2 separate regions of the Mus musculus genome follow, and region 1 is linked to region 2. Evidence: chromatin contacts called from public promoter capture Hi-C data. All regions are on one chromosome and are shown on one strand. Each heading gives the region's core, a stretch centred on a gene start, on an enhancer-like site or on the middle of the called end of the contact. The rest is flanking DNA. Distances are from core to core; before and after follow the strand shown.

Region 1 (6,943 bases), core at 3,572-6,071, 310 kb before region 2:
TCCGCTCAGTCTTGCAGAGCAATTTGTCAAAAAATACAATAAATAAATAAATAAATTCAATAAAAATATATCTGGATTGTCCTAAATTCTGTGTCTATTAAAATTTCTTTACTAGTTATTTCTGATATGTACTATACTTTTATATATACCACATTTGTAATATACTATGTATCTTAATATATACTATTATATATATATATACATACATATATATATAAATCTTTATATGTTATATAGAACATATAACCTTATACATAATAAGTATATACAATTGTATATATTTAAATATATATCTGAAAACAATTGTCTTGTATATAAGGTTCACAATCTTCAGTGTTGATTAACCACCATGAAGATGGGGGTGTGTGACGTCTCCAGGGAAGCCCTTTTGTATTGGCTTCCAAGTCTATAGACCCTTGAGAACTTCTGACTCTGCTCATCACACACTTGTAGACAGTTGCATGTGTTTGGGGTTTCATATCCATGGAGCCACACAGTATGCACTTTTATGTATGTGGCTTCTTTAATCCCACAGTATGACAGTCCACAATGCCCATACATATTAGTGGCTTGCTTATTTGGGGGCTGTATTCAACTCATTTTTATGAATCTCCAATGCTTTTTTCCTCTGATTTTTCCTGCTGTTGGACTTATAGACTGTTGCTATCTTGAGGCATTATGACTACAACTGCTATATGAGGAAGTAACATTGTCCACTCTAGAGCATACGACTAGGAGTAGAATTTGTGCCTTTTACTTCATTGGGTTTTTATTTGTCTTCCTTCTTAGCTGTGGGACATAGTCTAGCATTTGTAAGTCTACAAAACCAAAATACCGTGTGCCTTTAAGTCTGAGTGAGTGGCAGATTCCACAGCTTTTAGTTGTCTATTAGCATAGAAACACCCCCCAACGCTCATTCTTCAGGGTCCTTTGAACTTAATTTATCATCTGTAATTTCTGTGGCTAGGTGTTTATATCAGGTTAGATTTCTACAATTCCTGCCCCCCCAAGAAAAACCCCCCAAAATTGAAATAATTTAACAAATTGAAACTTCCATATACAAGTTAAGGAATTTCAGATTAGATTTTTTAGAAAGATTATAGAAGGGTGGGAATGCTCTACCCCACCTCTTTCCCACAACATATCCTGCACCAAAGGGGGAAACACCTCAAGGAGAGCAATTGTTCTCAGCTCCATGGTAGTAAAATCAAACCAACAAACAACATGGCGGCTTTCATTTGTGATCTATGTAAGTAGTTAAAATTGTCAACATATCAAATACTGGCAATGGGGAGAAAAAAGAGGGATCTCTCATGTATTGCTAGGCTCTGTGTATAAATGGTATATATGCCATAGTAGCAGCCATTTGGGATTCAGTAGGACTACAAGTGTTCATACTCAGGGATTCAAAGCTTCCATTTACAAGCTTGTCCTAAAGAAATTCTCCTTAATATTTCCAAGGATGTGGAATGCAGCCGCCAGTTAGGAGAAGCATCTGTAATTCTTTAATTCATGTAAAATGATGCTTGGAAAGGCTGTGGTAGAGAATGGAAAAGTAGAAAAAGGCCCAGACTAAATAAATGCAGTTGACCCTTTGTGTCTGCACAACCTGCACGTGAGCAGCCACAAGTTTCTACTTCCTGAGCTGGAGTCTAAAGTACACAGGTCTGTGCCTCATTCAGATGGGGGGTGGTATTAAATCAGTAATAACCATGTGTTTATTTGTTTGTTTGTTTGTTTTTGTTTGGTACACAGGCGGTACATAGTAATGGAAGCAATGCCAAACACGACAGAAAAGTATAAGATAATTTTAAAGAAACCTCTGACTAAACACTCTGTAAGATATTGCTCTCCCAGTTCCCATGCCCATGAGGTACTTCAATATTGCTCTTATCTGCAGATAACAATGAGTACTCCAGGTGTAATGGAGCAGCCTCGTCGGAATCCTAGGAATTCACTCTTGAAACCTCCATCAGTGATTCTGACAGACTTTCAGATTTGAAGACATTCCCACACCAAAAACTATCTTCCAGTGAAACCTGTCCTGTACGTGCAGAGAATCGTCCATTTTAATTTTGCCTGTTGTTACTGGCATGGGTTTGTTTGGCTTCAATCCATCCATGCCTTTTCCTCCCAGCTTCACTTACACGCTTCTTCACTTTAATTTTTTCATGACTTTTTCCACACGCGTGGTAAAATTTTACTGATTAGAAGACTGTATTAGCAATCTGGTATTAACAATCTGATTACTTTGTGGATTAACCACATAAGCCTATATACAAAAAGTAATTTGCTGGCTAAGTATGCTACCTTTACCAGACCATGTAATGCTTTATTTCAAGACATAGATTCCTGGACTATCTGTAGCAAATAACATGAAGCTTTCGAACCCTTTATGGAATGTCAAGGACAATTTCATGAATATGACAAATATTCAAAATTTACATACATAATTATGTGCCCCTGCCTACTCAGTTCAAGCATTTAAAAAATCCCACTGTTAAAAGAAATCAATATTTGATATAAAGAAAATTGCTACCATCAATCTATATGGGAGAAATGTACTTGAATAATTGTCCAGTCTAGATTATAGTGAAGATCAATAAATTACGTCCCAAGTTTTAGACTACCCAAACCATAGGATGGCAAAAAGGAAAGAAAGAAAGAAAGAAAGAGAGAGAGAGAGAGAGAGAGAGAGAGAGGGAGGGAGGGAGGGAGGGAGGGAGGGAGGGAGGGAGAGAGAGAGGGAGAGAGAGAGAGAGAGAGAGAAAGAAAGGAAGGAAGGAAGGAAGGAAGGAAGGAAGGAAGGAAGGAAGGAAGGAAGGAAGCAGGAAATGAAAATGACCAAAATAAGCTTAGATGCAGCTGTTGTGGTTAAAAGAAAAGAGGTTGGGAAGAAAAGCAAGGGGTATCTTGCTACACTAAAGACTGGGAGTTAAGAAAACACAGTTTAAAACTGCACCTAAGCCATAAAAACAATAGTTACATAACAACTCAATTTTTAACAGAAACATTGTTTCCTCCATAATCTTGAAGATAAATTCTGCTACTTAAAAAAGGTTCCTATTTGAGGTAAGAGCCAGGTAACTGCCCTCTGATTTCTTAGTCCTTAATACATTTCAAGAGGAGTTAGTTAGTTTGCCTTAGTTGCACTTTTAGAGGAGACTATATACATTCACACAAATGTGTGTTCATCTGTTTGTATGTGCATCTATGCACGCACATGTGCATATTTATGTGGGCATGTGTGAGTGTGTGCCCGTGCATGTGCATGTGTGTGTGTGTGTGTGTGTGTGTGTGTGTGTGTGTGTGAGAGAGAGAGAGAGAGAGAGAGAGAGAGAGAGAGTGAGAGAGAGAGAGAGAGAGAGGTCAGCTCATACCTTACTGCATTTAAGTGCATCAGGAAAAGTGGCTCACTTGCTGCTCTCCCAGCTTCCCTGCCCCACCGGATTACTCTTGCCTTAGTAAACTCTTCTCATGCCCACTAACTTGGTTTCAGGCTTTCATTTCCTGTCCACTGAGAGCCGTGCATCTGTCTTCCTGCTCTTTGTTGTTCTCTAGAACTGTATATTTCTTTGCCTTCCTTCTAAGGTCTTAAATGTTGTGTGGGCCCAGTGGCTTCTCCTTCTTTGGGTCTCAGGAGCTTCAGGGCGTGTATTCACTGCTCCATCCCCGTAGCTCTGGCAATTTAATTTAGAACCTTACACACGCCTCTAATCTATATCCCTGGCCTCCCTCTTCTTTTAAACCAGTTTATACAAGGTTAATCCTATTTGATCAAAGGAGTTCTGACACAGTCTAAAAGGCAATATTTCCGTGACTATTTCTACATCATCTATCTAACTCACTTAGTATCTGTTCGATTCAGCAGTTCTCCCCACCGCCCCCTTCCATGGGGCTGGCTCTTAGAGATGATAAGACAGAAAGATTCTATGTGGAAGCTTGACAGGCAGTCCATTACATGACGAACAGTGGTTCTTCTCACAGCGCTGGGTCCATGTCTCTGGGGAGTAGACATTCTACCGCTGTGCTTCTGCCTATAAACTAAGATTAATGGTGGCATTTCTCCTCTAAGAATTTCTTGGGTATTACACTAAAGGCTTATGATACCTAGTGTTAGGAATGAACTAACTACTCTTACTTAACAAAATAAAGCATTTTTTTTCTTTCTTGCTGGATTTAGTTTGCTTTCTATCAGATTTCTGCCAATCTGTAACATCCCTATGTGCTAGTGAGTCTCCTAATAAAAGATACTTGACAAGTTTACCTCATGAAAATCAGTCAAATAGTATACCAGAGTAGTATGCCTCAGGACGTTCTTTGGGAAACCTTTATTTAATGAATGTGATGGTGATGATGGTATCAATAACAATTACAACAACATAATAAACACATTCTGAACCAACATACGGGCACTAGTTCAGCAGATATTTAATTTTAGGGTTGTGCATTGTAGCTTCATATTTAAATATGGATTGTTCCACCAATCACAAAGCAAAGAAACAAAAATACTCAAGGCCTATGTTATTATGAGTTTTAAAACCTCTTTGAAGAAAACAAACTACATGATTGATTCTAAAGTGAACATGGTAAAATTGTTCAAAAAAGAAAAATCATCTAGGTTTGACATATTAATGAAATATACACTTCAAAAAGTTCCACCTACAAAGAGGGAGGGTCATTTATAATTCTGCAGTATCTGACGGCAACTTCCTCACGAACCAGGAAACTTTGCAAGTATTAAATACACTGAAGGGAGGAGGAGCCAAAGAAGGAAGTAAGTGACCAGAATGAAAAGAGGAACCATTCTCAGCTGAAGAAAGTTTGATGAAAAGTGACAGACAGAGTTGGACACTCCCAGGCTTCATGTGAGTCCAACTGATGGAAAGTTTTTGGGTAATGGAAAAAGGTAAGAAATGGATTCATGTGTAACCAAGTAGTGACATTTTGTTACTTCAAAACAACTTGTTTGGTGGTGGTGGTGGTGGTGATGGTGGTGGTGGTGGTGGTGGTGGTGTGTGTGTGTGTGTGTGTGTGTGTGTGTGTGTGTGTGTGTGTGTGTTAATGGATGATTCGGGCTCAGTCATAGTGGAGAAAACAATTTGCACGTTGCTGGTGAGGTTGGACCATGCTACACTAATCAGCCCTTTCCTGTGCCTGCCATTCTACCTGAAGGAAGTGTGCTGTCTGCTTTGCAAGGTCTACTCTAGGAAGAACTTGTGATCTGAAGACAAGTGAATAATTTTTGGTTAGTTTGCAGAAACTGTTGCTTTCCAAAGTGAGAAGAGCTTCCAAGCTGGGCAGAGCAAGTCTCATGTAGGCGTTATACTAGGGCATTTCATTACTGTTGTGATTTTTATACTAAACGATGTCTGCTCTGCATAGAACTAAGATAAATTCTTTCAGAAACAAAGAGGGAGCCTTTTGCTTCTCTGACCCTGCCCAGGGGACAGCAGCCAATCATGCAGAAAGTCCCATTCTGTTCTCTTGGAGGCCTAGCACATTCGAAAACAGATTCAGTGAAATTTCCTCTGGAAATGCATCTCACACATTCTGGATAGGGTGTGTGCAATTATTTATGCTACAACATATTAAGATCCATTCTCATTTGCCCATAAAGGAAACGAGGCTTTTATTTATAGAAATCATTAGGCAAATATCTGTATGTAGCCTTTGTATCATGTCTGCCCTTGTAAGAGTGAGAGGACTTCATCATCTATAGCTCTATTAATTTTAAGCTGGTAGATATGATAGTGTACTTTGTTATGACTTTTCATGCCTACATCATTACGTCTTGCTCATAATTGCTTACGCTTACTGACTACCACCATTCTGTATGCTATCTTTATCATTTTAACTGTAGACAATAAAATGTGCTGGTTTTGACACAGGGTGTCATTCTGTATCCCATCTAGCCTCGGCTTCCCTGTACCAGGATTGCACAGGCACGAGCCCTTATGAACAGCTCAGACTGTTAACACTACATGGTGACTAGATAATTCTATGCTCAGCCATGCTGTATCAACAACCCTCCAGGACCCCAAGGAATTTGAGAGATATATGGATTGGAGGTGTTTGTCCCTAAATAGTTATCAAAGAGAGTTTATTATAAGCAAGCTACACGCTATGCTCCATTTGTTCATATAAAATGCAAAACTGAACCTTTTTGCCTTGGTATAATCTGACCTTGAACAGATTTCTAAGAGGTCGGCATTAGAAATGTGCCCTCACTGAGGGCAGGGAACTGCTTTGTGGGTTTTTCCTTGCTGTTCATTGTTGTTAGTATGGCTAGGAATGAATCCCTCTGTCTATTAGCAGATATTTAGTGTACTAGATCTCCTGTGCTTAGTCCCAGTGCCAGTGTCTAGGAGATAAATACAGCTTACTCGTTGCTAGGGAGTTATTATCTAGAATCCTCCATTTCATCTTCTGTAAGGTGAGGATAGCAATAGCATCCCACATGAATGCTCTAGGGTTAAGTGTGACAATCTACAGGAAAGTGACTGAAATCTGATTTAAGATATGCCCCTAATTAAATATGATTGTTGGTGATGCTCAGTAGACAATGGTAAGAAGTATTATAGTCACTGTTAAACATATTGAACATATGGGCTGTCACTATTCCTGTGTCTCACTTGAAACATATAATAAGAATACTTGGTGGATATAATCGCAGTAGAAAATTCTGTCTGATGGAATACTTTGTGTCACCTTCCTTGATACTTTAAAGGTTCAAGGGAACACTTCAAACATCACCTCAACTAAGTGAAAATCATTTGTTGCATTTGTGATTAAAAGTGTTTACAAAGATATGTTACTTCACTTTTAAAAGATCTCTTAAATAAACTTCAGAATAATCTATACACCCTTTAAAATCTTCCCTCTTAAAGTGTCAGTTAAGCTGAATTGAGTGGCTGAATTTGGGAGTCACTTAAAAAATGCT
Region 2 (7,216 bases), core at 514-3,013:
GTGTGGGCTCCCTGCTTCTTGAAATTTGATGATTTTTGTCATCCTGGGACTCTGGCAATAAACAATCATCAGATATGGTTTCTCAACGGTGAACTAAAATACATCTCCTTTATAACTTTCCCTGCCTTTGGTATTGTCCTATTAGCAACAGAAAAAATAGGCTAAGGCAAAAAAACAAAGAAATGGATGGGGACTCATGTAGAGTGGTACAAGAGAAACCAAGAGATGTGGAGGCTTTGAGGATTGTCAAGATTTCTGAGTGGTCAAAGATGTTCACTGCTAAGCCTGATGGCCTAGGTTCAACCCCTGTAATCTATGAGAAGGAGAGAATCAACTGCCACTGCTGTCCTCTGACTTTCATTTGCATGATATAGCATGTGCTCCATGCCCCACCACCCCCCACATACACACAATATACAAAAATGAAAAAATAAACATGAGAGGGAAAAGCTTTGTAAAGGGAGTGATCTACATTTTCATTTAATAAAAAGTGAGAACAAAATCAGGTAGGCATGGTGGTGCACACCTTAAATCTCAGCACTCTGGAGGCAGAGCCATGTCGATCTCTGTGCGTTCAAGACAGAGAGTTGGTCCACAGGTTGGTCCACATAGTAAGTCCCATACTATCCCGTGCTATGCACCAAAGGGCTGTTTTTAACAAAAAGACAAAGCCAATCAACTTGACAAGGTAGTTTTAACGTAAGGTAGGTAGGGGAGACAGGCTGCATAAGATGGGAAAGTAGATTGGTTGAGAGATCCACTGTACTACTTGAAATGGATATTAAGTGGCCCCAAGAAATCTACACAGCAAAACCCTGGTCCTAGCTGACCAGTCTGTTAAGATGGAGTAGAGTTAGGGCTGGTGGGTCACGTAATTGATTTTGGCCTTGAAGAGGTTTTGGGGATCCCAGCCTCTCCTCAGTCTCTGCTTCCCTGTGTGTGAGGTGGGCTGCTTTCCTTTGCCACAGGCTCCACTGTTTCAGACCCAAAGCTATCGTGCCAAGCAACCGTGGTCCAAAGTGTAGAAACTGGGAGCCAGAACAGATCTTTAAAGTTTGTTTTTCTCTGCCACTTTGTCATGGTGACGGTAAGCAAATGAGCATACTGGTTTCTGTTTATTTGTTTGGTTGGTTTTTGTTTTGTTCCGTTTTGTTTTTCAGGTGGTCTGAAACAAAAATATAGGAGAGGCAGATTGAATGAAAATAAGACAAGAGCTTTATTGTCAAGTGAAAGTCTTATATTTCATTATATGCTAAAGAAAATGTCAATAAAAGGATTAAAGAAAGATAAAAACAGTGATCTTTTCCATTTAAGCCTTACCCTTCCGTTCCTCTTCCTGTCTCCTCTACTTCCTCGATGCATACCAAACGATTTCTATGCAACTATTTCAATCTAATTGATTTGGGTTTCTTTGTCTCTCCTCCTTCTTTCACCCATGCATTTGGCACAGACACTTTAACAACTATTAACAGTAAAACTACCACTTCCCTTTTTGAGGTTTATACTCTAGATATTAAAATTACAGTTTTTTTTAAAATAATTTACAATCCAACCCAGACAAGAAATAGCTCATCTCCACAGTGATGCTATATATAGCTAACTCACTAGAAGTCAGGAAGTAACTTCATCAGTCAGATGAAGGGCAAACTGAAAACCTGAGGCTACTGATGGCTGGCCAATCACAAGTCTGTTTAGAGAAGGAGGCAGGCTGGCCCATGTTTCTGAAGAGTTGGCAGCTGTTCCTTTATGCCCCACACCCCACCTCCCTGGACTCCACCAGGTGTGATGCGGTCCCCATGGCCTTTCAAGCACTATAGAGCAAGCATCATTAGCATATCCTTCAGTGTCTCTTTGCCCTTGCCTCTATATATAGAACAGAAAGTCAAACGACAAGAGTCACCTAATGAAACAAGCCAAAATTAAGAGGACAGTGAAAAGAAAACTTTGGAGGGGAGAATGATGTTAGTGGTGGAAATTATAGAGACTAATACAATTGATATAGCCATGACAAGAAAAATGTGGCATTCACAAAAGATACAAGCTAAATGGAAAAGTGGGTTTTGCCATGGGAGGTGAGAAGAAGGGAGAAGGTATTTCTATTCTTTTTTATGATTTATTTATTTTTATTTGATGTGCATTTGTGTGTGTGTGTGTGTGTGTGTGTGTGTGTGTGTGTGTGTGTGTGTAAGAGTGTCAGATCCCCCGGAACCAGAGTTACAGACAGTTGTAGCCAACCATGTGAGTGCTGGGAACTAAATGCAGATTCCCCTGAAAGGACCACCAATGATATTAACCACTAAGTCAACATCTCTGCAGACCCTGGGAGTAGATATTTCATTGTGATAAAGATATGAGAGATGTGTAAGAAGTCAAAGATAGGTCTTTCAAAGGATATTGGTAGAGGCATTTATGTACAGGTATGATGACCTAAGTCCCATCACTAGACCCCATAAGGTATCAGGAAAAAAACAATTCCTGAGCATTGTCCTCTGAAGTAACTTACATCCTACATTCATTCTCTCTCTCCCTCCCTCCCTCCCTCCCTCCCTCCTTCCTTCCCTCCCTCCCTCCCTCCCCCTCTTCCTCTTTCTCTGCCTCTCCCCTCCTTCCCTTTCTCTCTGTCTCTTTCTCTCTCTCTTCTCTCTCTCTCTCTCACATACACCATTGAATGAATGAATGAATGAATGCATGCATGCATGCATGCATGAATGAATGAATATATGCATGCATGCATGCATGCATGAATGAATGAATATATGCATGCATGCATGCATGAATGGATGAATGAATGAATGAATATATGCATGCATGCATGCATGCATGCATGAATGAATGAATGAATGAATGAATGAATATTTTAGAGGATGGAGGGATGCCTTTTAAAAATACGCCTTAGATTTGGGTGCCAAGGATTCAAATCACAGAACTGACACAGTTTCAATTAAAATACCCTTAAGATCTTTGTATATGAAAAAGCTGAATAAAATATGAAGAAGATATTTAGAATATTTCTCCTCTTCTCTCTGGTTTCTTGGGGCATCTTTCCATATTTCTTCACCACACTTCCATGTATAATACTCTCCCAAGATCACTGATGCTCTGTAAAAAAACATTTGCATTTCTCTAATGACTGGACGTGTTTATCTTATATGACAGACAAATTGAGTGCACAAGGAAATACTGCAGAGGCCATACAACTTAAATAGTACAGGTCTAGGTGGGTTTTTATTTTCTAGTCCTGTTGGGCTAGGAAGAGACTTTTCCAAGGACATTGTGATATTAAAAAGGGTAACAGTTCATTGAGATTCACGATCCCTCATTTCCATTTGATCTTCAGGTCAAGGCTATAAATAAAATGATTTTAGTCCAAAGAATGCTAACTTTGGATTTAAAATGTAAATTGTTTAAGATTATGACCATCTCAAAGTCACTCCATGATCTGACAGCTAAAACCAGGCACAGTTAAATGGCATCTCCCATCATTTCTTCTGGGGACTCATAGCCTATAATTTCTTTCATCTGCTTACTTGGTGGGGAGTAGAGTTTGAAATTGTTCCCGTGTCAGACATGTATGCTGATGCTTCGCCATTTTTATAGTCTCCTTCCATAGGTAGGAAGCTTAGCCGCTGGTCAGCTTGGCCACTGTAGGGACAATAATGACCCAACCTGGATCATTCTAAACTTGACTCCCTCCATCTACTTGGATCAACTATATCAGAGTCTCTAGGTATGAGAAGTAGTTTTTAAAATCTTTTGGATCAACTATATCAGAGTCTCTAGGTATGAGAAGTAGTTTTTAAAATCTTATCAGGTCTTGGTTTTGCATTGCTGTAAATATATAACAGAAAACATAGCATATTTTTAAGATATTTAAAATGGCTTATTTGTTGTGTGTGCATACACAATCAATCGAACAAATCGATAGATAAATACTAGTTGTAGGAGGATTTTAGTTTCTTGTGGAATGAATAGTGTGTTCCAACTCTCTGCTTCCTGTCAGACAGGGACCAGTCTTCACTCCTACAGAATCTCTGTACCCTTGCTCACACTCCGCACATCCCTACGGGCCTCTCTCCAGGTCTTGGGTCCTGAGATGTCAGAGTCTGAGGCAGCACCACGCTTGGACCCTCACAGCTTTCCCCTTAAGTCCCACACTGTCTGCATTTCACTTCTGACTTCTGCCGCCTTTAAGAACTCATGCATTTTCTTAAGAATCTAAAATAATCTCCTGACTTATTTTACTATAGTTTGAGATTCATATCTGAATCGCATTTGTCATGTGAGGCAACATTTTACAGGAAACATCTCTGAAGGCCTTACCATCACACATACCACACACCTCAAGTGGTCGTGAGTGAGTGCAGAGTGAACTCCTCCCATAGAGAGCAACGAGTACATGGGAAACACAAATTGGACTTGGTGGGTTGGGTTTGGTTTGGTTTTTGAGGGGGAACAAGGGTGAAACGGTGGACCTGGAAAGAATGGAAAGTGGGTATGATCATGGTGCATTGTGTGGTATTCCCAAATAATTAATAAAAATATTATGTTGAGGGAAAAATGATGTCGCTCTCATGATTAAATCATGCCAAGATAGCAGCATGCATCGTGGGAACTCTCTCTCCTTTCCTCAACACTCAGGCTGGTAAAGCCAGTGGCCAATCGGACAGGGAGACATGAGGTCTACGAAGGAGATCTCTTTACACATGACCACCATCAAATGAATGGGTTTATAAGTAAATCTTTATGGAGTGGAATTTTGGTGATAACTGCAGATGCAGCCCATATCCTGATTGTATCCATGTTAAGAGACCCTAAGCCTGAAATCTTTAACAAAGTCACAACTAGAATCCTAGCCTAGAGAAACTGAAATAAAGCATGCCTTTTAAAACCTGATAAATTGTAGAGCCATTCATTGTTCAGTGATACATAGCTATTATCTATTATGATAATGACTTCCTAGCTAGCATTTCCTAAAACTAGGAATACCTCGTGCCTCATTACCTATACAAAGCAATATATGACTGGGTGTATAGGACACTGGGCCGGGCTGGAGACAACTCATTAGATAAAGCATGAGTCTGAGGACCTGAAATCCATGTAAATGTGGAAGAAGAGTCCATAAGTTGTCCTCTAACTCATAAAGAGAGCAACAACTTGCATACCAGAGCACATACATGTTCTCCACCCACCTTGCACACTCGCAAGAAATAAAACAGTAAACAACAATAATTTTAAAACTAAAAAAATGGATGTATTTAGATGCAACAAACGTATCTATATTTCATTGTCTATATTTCATTCAGAGTACTACATTTTCAAAATAAAGGGAGGAAGGTGAAAATCTAGACAAAAGACACCTAGTTATTCTGGACTTGGGGCATGTAAACCCTAGATTTTAGGAAACTGACTTATGCCAGTTGGGTAAGGAGAAAAGAACTGAGGACGAAGCCTGACTTAGCACAGCAAGGACAATTGCTCTTCTTTGTTGGAAATGAGAGCGGGGACCTAAGGAAGATTTCTCAGTGTGGCCAAGAACATTTATTTTAGAATCATCTGGAGTTGGGTAAATTGCAGAGCCCTGTGTCTTCCATAGTGAGAACTCCAGGTAGTAAATATGCCATGCGAGTAAGTATTTTAGCTATTTCTTCTTATGAAAGGTATGAGAGTCATGGATACAGTGGCTCGGTATGCGGACTTCAGACAACCGGTGCCTAGGCCTGACCTCGGAAAAGAAATTTGCACCACAAATGCTTGTCAAGGAAACCGATTGAATCGCATCCTGATTCTTTGCAGAACAGAATAAAAGCGTGGACAGTAATTTCTCACTTACAGCGCTAGGGGAATAACCGAGTGAGTTGGTGTGAAGACATGATGTGGTTCAGTGCCTGAAACCCAAGCAGGGCCCCTTCAACAGGGCCCCGGAACCCTCTTTTCTATGGTTGTTACACAGAGGCTTCTGACTGCAGAAAGGAAGGAAGAAATCACTTTGCCTCAGAGACACCAGAAGTTGGACAATGTGCCCTCAAGGTTTCTTGAGAGTGGTGGTTTGACTGAGAAATGGCTCCAGAGCCTCCTGTAGTTGTACACTTGGTGCCCAGGTGGTGGCGCTGTTTGGGGAGGACCTTGAGGAGGCGTATTCTTCTTGGAGAAAGTCTCTCACTGAGTGCAGAGCTTAGGTCTTATGGGCTTGTCCCATCTCCTGTTCTCTCTAATTCAGATTCCTGTGCATTAATAGAAGTGCCAGCTCCTGCCTTCATGGTTGCCCCGCCTAGTGTCATGCCTTATCCTGCATCCATGCTCTGAAATCCTAAGCTAAAATAGACCCTCATTTCTTTTCGTTGATTTTGGGCATGGCATTTTACCACAGCAACATAAAATATCTAATACACTGGGGTGATAGTCTTAACTGAAGATGCCTTTTCAGTATTTATGGGAAAGCTGTTTTTTTCTTATAAAGTTCATGTGCAGCAGTGAGAACCCCCAAAGTGTCATATCAGGAAACATTGTATATGCTTTTGTCTGTCATCCCCCCTCCCCCGCCGCCACCACATCCTTTCCTTTCTAGTCCCTAAATAAGGCATTTTGTTGACGTTTCTAGCCAGAGATGTTTAGATGTTGGCTGGCTTTATCCATATATGATGTGTCTGAAACTCAATAGTAATTTTGAAAACACTGTAACATTCTTTTTAAGTAATTCAAGCTAAAAAGCGAATTTCTCTAAAAGAGGTTCAGTCTTAAAGGATATATATATATAGTTGAAAGAGTGCAATGGTATTCGGAAAGCTATTTCACACAATTTCGTGGCTTCTCCGGAACTAAACTGATAGGGACAATGCCACTTAATTTGTCTTAGATTTTAATATGTTTATTGTCGTGATCACATCACTATGGAAAATTTTAAAATATATTAAGTTGTCTTTCAACATTCTTGTCTCTGAGAAGTGGAGATGAAGCTGTAGGCTACACAGTCACCTTTACAAACAAATGAAGAGAGAGTGGAGCAGACATGGCCTTTATAGACTAAGTCACCGGAAGCTCCTGGTTTGCTCCCTTCAGGTCATTCACTGAGGAAAACTAGCTCCTGAGTGCGTTGAAGAGTTAAGAGTCCCATGGCCTCCTGCCAACAGGCATGAGCACCTCAGAAACAGATCCTACTGGCTTGCTCAGTCCATCCTATGTCTGCAGCCATTCTGCATCCTGGCTGGAGGAATCTGAG

What was found. Promoter capture Hi-C pulls out the DNA fragments that hold promoters and counts their contacts.
Region 1: a promoter capture Hi-C map of pre-B cells shows a contact between it and region 2, with 5 times the contacts expected there. The contact joins the promoter of Gapt here to the enhancer-like site in region 2. A contact is called at or near these places in 25 of 39 promoter capture datasets (the 3T3-L1 cell line, 3T3-L1-derived adipocytes, the C10 cell line and 16 more), 1 of 15 datasets of contacts at CTCF or cohesin (the NIH/3T3 cell line), 25 of 484 Hi-C or Micro-C datasets (the 3T3-L1 cell line, the AML12 cell line, the CH12 cell line and 18 more), 1 of 115 datasets of contacts at active chromatin or transcription factors (microglia) and 3 of 9 other capture datasets (adipose tissue, embryonic stem cells and liver).

Annotation. Positions count from the first base shown.
Region 1 is chr13:110,355,050-110,361,992 of GRCm38.p6, reverse strand. It overlaps Gapt (Grb2-binding adaptor, transmembrane), which reads left to right and starts at 4,821. Exons shown (of 3, transcript NM_177713.3): 1 at 4,821-4,909. Gm41058 (a long non-coding RNA gene) reads right to left here and starts at 3,549. Exons shown (of 3, transcript XR_873950.2): 1 at 3,381-3,549.
Region 2 is chr13:110,043,503-110,050,718 of GRCm38.p6, reverse strand. No RefSeq gene overlaps it. Among named protein-coding and RNA genes, the nearest start is that of Gm32881, 41 kb to the right of the region's middle. Within about 2 kb of position 1,763, at least 23 of the 459 cell types and tissues checked have an H3K27ac peak or open chromatin away from gene starts, as enhancers often do. A contact at or near this core is called in pre-B cells and thymic regulatory T cells, where this site is marked.